2 separate regions of the Oryctolagus cuniculus genome follow, and region 1 is linked to region 2. Evidence: chromatin contacts called from public Hi-C data. All regions are on one chromosome and are shown on one strand. The core of a region is the stretch at or near the end of the contact, and the rest is flanking DNA. Distances in the headings are between cores, read along the strand shown. Region 1 holds the start of OR2D3 (olfactory receptor family 2 subfamily D member 3). Region 2 holds the start of SYT9 (synaptotagmin 9).

Region 1 (2,700 bases), core at 123-2,622, 140 kb after region 2:
ACAGAAGTAGTGATTAACTATGTTCTGATCCTGATAGGGAAGACAGAAAGTAAAGGTGGTATCTACCAGAGACACTAGTGCCCTAATAGTGCAGGACCCAACAGCCAGCTGGGCACACACCCAATGTGTCATGATGGTGGAGTAGTGCAGGGGCTTGCAGACAGCCACATACCAGTCATAGGACATCACTGCCAGCAGTGCACACTCTGTACTCCCAAGTAGAAGGAAGACAAAATGGAGACTGTTTTCACTTTTACCAGGAGGTGAACAAACACTTGAGGGACATTGCTGGTAGAAATACAGATATCTGTGTAAGAGAGGTTTCTTAGAAAAAAGGTTTCTTAGAAAAAAGAGTTGAGAATCCATGGAGGTGAGAACAATGATGAATAGGTTTCCAAGCGGAGTCAACAATAAATGATGAGGAAGAGAATAAATAGTAGAATCTGGGTCTGCAATCTGATGAGAGGCCCAGGAAGATAAACTCTTGTACACAGGTTTGGTTTCTTTCTCCCCTAGAGATGTATGCCCATTTATCTGTTTGGCATAGAGAGTTTCCCCAGTATTGGATGGAGACTTGTACCCTGGTGGGATTGGCTTGTTTCAGCTTGTATCACTGCCAGCCGCACACTGGCCTGACACACACTGCAAGGTTGCACAGGGTGATGACTTGAGACCCAGATATGACCCACCTAGTGCCAGTCTGGGAGACTGAGGATCTCTGTCATCCTTCCTTCAACCTTGGAAGACAGCAAAGAACCAGAAGAATGTTTTGGGATTCAATGTCGTTCAGGAAAAACCAACACTGAGAAGATCCTAACAGATGCTTGTGCCCAAGTCAGTGATGCAGACAGAGGCATTGGATCTGTGTGCCAAATGGAATTCTGAGGCCCCATTTGAGCAGCTCTATATCCTAGCTAGAATCACCAATGGCTGGTAAGAGTGGCATCAGGTGGTAAGTCCAGCTCAGGAGCAGACAGGCCTTAGCAGGGCTGGCTTTGTTCCTACCCCGCAGGTTACACAGGTCTTGGAGGGCTATGAGTTTTATGTACTATGTATTTTATGTATTATGTATTATTGTGTCATAGGACTAAACACTTAGGCTTATCCAAGCCCCTGGAAGAGGTTTTAGGGATGAGTATTTTAGATAATTTTTAGATACTTCCATAGTTCATTCTGAAACACTCATTAATTTTGTGACAAATAAGTGCTTGTGGAACACAACTGGTGAAAACACACTGAGCAGACCTGATGCAAACATTGATTTAGGCCACCATCTAGTGGTGAAATAGCAGAAGTGTCCATAGGCTCAGAGATCACCTGCTTAGAATTTCTGGAAAGACAGCCACAAACAAAGCCAGAGTATCATAACCCATCTTTCAATGCACACATGATGTCAACATCAACAAACATCAGGAACTTCCAGGAAGCTCAAGTGTTTGGCATAGGGGTTAAGATGCCACTTGGTATGTTCACATCCCATATTAGAGTACAACTATCAAGACCAGAAAGGTCAAATGTCATCAATCTTGCTAACTACTACTGATCTCTTTATTCTATTGCTTCATGATTCAATCTTAGTAAAGTGCATCCAAGAATTTGTCCATTTCTTCTAAGTTACCAATTTTTTTGCCACATAATTGTTCGTAGTAATCACTAACAGTACTTTGCATCTCTATGGTATGAATCTTAATGTTTCCCTTTTCATCTCTAGTTTTATGTATTTCAATGCTTGGATGAAGACATCAAAATAACATTTTTTAAGGAAACTCAAGAAACTTCTAAAGTACACAGAGAAATGATTTAATGCTCTAACATAGAGTCTTGATAGAGAAATGGAAACTATTAAAGAAAATCAAACAGGAAACCTTCAACTGAAAATGACACTTAGCAAAATTAAAGATGCAATAGAAGGCATCAATAGTAGAATAGATGAATTGGAAGAAGGAATCAGTTCAAGCTTTTTGAAAATACCCAGTCAAGGAATGGTGAGAGTTTACAGGTAATTTGAGATGGAGGGAAAAGAGCAAACATTCAAATTATTAGGGGTCAGGAGGAACTCAAGAATGACAAAGGGGTTAAAAGCATATTCAAAGAGACAATAAAAGGAAACTTTCCAAAGTTTGACCAAAGAGATGAAAGTTCTCTACAATGAAGGCTGTAAATCATTGAAGAAAAAGAAATTGAAGAGGATACAAAGAAGTCAAAGATCTACCATGTTTAAGTATTGGAAGAATCAATATACTTAAAATTTTCAAACTAGCTAAAGTCATATACAGATTCAATGCGATCCCCTATCAAGATACCAAAGGTATTTTTCACATATATAGAAGACACTAGCAATATGTATATGTGAACACAAAAGAACATGAATAGCCAAAGCAATTTTGAGCAAAAAAGCACAAAGCAGAACGCATCACATCGCTGGACTTCAAAATGTATTGCTAAGCTACATAATTAAAACAGTGTTGTGTTGGCGTAAACACAGACACGTGGACCAACGGAGCAGAATAGAAACCCAAGAAGCTGACTGATCTTTGACAAAGGTGCTAAGAATATGCATCGGGAAAAGAACTGTTTTCAATAAATGTGGTGCTGGTAAAATTGGATATCCACATGCAGAAGAAGGAAACTAGACCTTTATCTTCAACCACGTGTGGAAATCAACTTAAAATGGATTAGAGGTATAAATGTGAGACTTTA
Region 2 (2,700 bases), core at 116-2,615:
CCATTTGGGAAGTGAACAAGCAGATGAAGACCTCTCTCTCTCTCTCTCTCTCTCTCTGTCTCTACCTCTCTCTGTAACAGTCTGTCAAATAAATAAATATTTAAAGAAAAAAGTTTAAGAAAATTGTCTAAGCTACGTAAGTAACAGAATGAGGGTTTACATGCATAACCAAAAAATTCCCTACTATATTAAGGAGCCTTTACACATTACAGGGAAGCTTCTTTATTTCTTGTTTTCTCTAAAAATTTCATAATAGATCTCCTAGTTTTTCATTCTCCATGAGCATTTTAACAAAAACAATAGCAAGATGCATTCAATAAGGTCATCATTGCTATGATTACCCTAGAGTTAATTTTTTGCATTTGATAACCATATTCAAAGACATCTACAAAATATTTACTCAGAATCATTTTAAATGGTTCTTTGAAGTGCTACACTGTGAGAGAAATTAGCTTTGGAATCACCTTATTCACAAATAGACCATGCAGATTCTGAAAGGAATTCCTACTATTACTAGATTCCACACGTGCACAGTAAAAACACCATGTGATTCTGTTGAGTTCTTAAAAATGCCCCACAGAGGAAAATATTTATGAGATCATAGTAACTGTACCAAATAAAATTTCTGTGGAGGAAGAGGAGTTATACCTTTAACATAAGGCAAACAAGTAGGCAACTTGGGAACCACATAAGCCTAAAGACTAAAAACTGATAAAAAGGGTCCACTTAGATAGGATACAGGCAGAAAAGTCTTCCCCATCTCACCTGGCCTAAGGCAGGGGAAGGAGGTAAAGGAATTTCCCTATTAGGAAAATGGAATTATACCTCCAGCTCTGGATATCCTCCGCAGCTACAGCAGTAAAACAGGTTGTGATTAGAAATGGCAGATGGTCAGGCCTCACCTGGTAGGGAAATATTCAGTGACGCTGTCAGTTGCCCTGCGGAGAGTTTGGATGGTCCTGGAACCATCTGGACATAAGAAATGTGAAGGATATGGGTTCTCAGGAGCAGGCTGAGAAAGTCTCAAGATCGAACATACAAAGATTTTGGTTAAGATGCTCATTGCTGGCCAGCACCGCGGCTTGATAGGCTAATCCTCCACCTTGCGGTGCCCGCACACCGGGTTCTAGTCCCAGTCGGGGCACCAGATTCTGTCCTGGTTGCCCCTCTTCCAGGCCAGCTCTCTGCTGTGGCCCAGGAGTGCAGTGGAGGATGGCCCAAGTGCTTGGGCCCTGCACCCCATGGGAGACCAGGAGAAGCACCTAGCTCCTGGCTCCTGCCTTCGGATAGGCGCGGTGCGCTGGCCATGGTGGCCATTGGAGGGTGAACCAACGGCAAAGGAAGACCTTTCTCTCTGTCTCTCTCTCACTATCCACTCTGTCAAAAAAAAAAAAAAAAAAAAAAAAAAAGGATGCTCATTGCTTAAATTTTACCCAAATGATAAGTCCTGAGAAATGTGATATGCCTTCTCTCTCATCATTATGAAAGTAATTACAAAGAGTTGCCAATTGACTAGACTTCTTGCATACAAAGATAGCTTTAATACATTAATTCGCAGTAAAGAAATGTTGGGGCTGTTGTATTATATATGTCTAAGAAATATATAGCCTTTGCATCCTATAATCTCTCAAACTCATCTAAACTGCATATGTCTTTATTTCTAAATATTTATACGTCATTTGTTCTTTTAAAATTACTAATAGTTTTGGGGCTGGTGCTGTGGCACAGTGGGTTAAAGCCGTAGCATGCAGTGCCAGCATCCCATATGGGCGCCGGTTTGAGTCCCAGCTGCTCCACTTGGGAAAGCCGTAGAAGATGGCCAAAGTCCTTGGGCCCCTGCACCCGGCTGGGAAACCCGGAAGAAGCTCTTGGCTTCTGGCTTCGAATTAGCTCAGCTCTGGTCATTGGGGTCATTTGGGGAATGACCCAACGGATGAAAGACCTCTCTCTCTCTCTCTCTCTCAAAAAAAAAAAAAAAAATTTACTAACAATTTCAAGATTCAGGAGGTTGCTACTCAGAAACAGCTTTTCTGTTATTTGGAGATTTTTCACCATTATTATGCTTCAAAATGAATATAAAGGGAAAAACTGCAATTTCCTCTAAGATTTGCTGCTCCAATATGCAAGTTCTACCCCTGAGGTTAAGGTGAGCTAGCTGTGAACACAGTCTAAAAAAAGGAAGGTTCTAGAAACTCAAACAGAACGAGGAGTCACCCATATTGATGAGAGAACAAAGCAGGGAGGGAAGACCACTGTTAATTGTGTTGCAAATTAAAGTTTCATAATAAGTACTAGTATTTTTTCAGTACTTATTATATCCTGGGTGCTATGCCCAACTTTTTAATATTAAAATTTGTATTAAATATTTTGAACTAATAGTAAGAAATGTCAATGTCCAAACCACAGAAATTTAAGCGCTTGGCCTTTTTGCTTAAGATGATACTTTTAAAGAAATAAAACATCAAATTCAGCTAAAGCCCACTTATCCCAGCTCCTTCATTTCCTCCTTAGGCTAAATATCCTGATTTTTTAATGTCTCACTCCACTTGTATTTAGTTATTTTTAAAGTATAACTGTATTAATGCAATTTATATTTTTCACCAAATATTTTGATATTTACCCATGCTGACACATGTGGATCTGGTTGATTCACATTAGCTTCTACATTGAACTTCATTTTAAGGATAAGTCTCAGTTGAT

Evidence for each region. A called contact is a pair of places that touch in the nucleus more often than the background predicts.
Region 1: a contact with region 2 is called in a Hi-C map of an unstated tissue, with 4 times the contacts expected there. The contact joins the promoter of OR2D3 here to the promoter of SYT9 in region 2. A contact is called at or near these places in 4 of 6 Hi-C or Micro-C datasets (ear pinna, embryonic fibroblasts, skin fibroblasts and 1 more).

The regions. Positions count from the first base shown.
Region 1 is chr1:59,554,306-59,557,005 of mOryCun1.1, forward strand. OR2D3 (olfactory receptor family 2 subfamily D member 3) reads right to left here and starts at 1,373. Exons shown (of 6, transcript XM_070060222.1): 1 at 1,318-1,373; 2 at 457-512; 3 at 413-454; 4 at 340-410; 5 at 236-338; 6 at 1-233. The coding sequence starts at 1,373.
Region 2 is chr1:59,412,256-59,414,955 of mOryCun1.1, forward strand. SYT9 (synaptotagmin 9) reads right to left here and starts at 1,366. Exons shown (of 14, transcript XM_070074132.1): 1 at 1-1,366.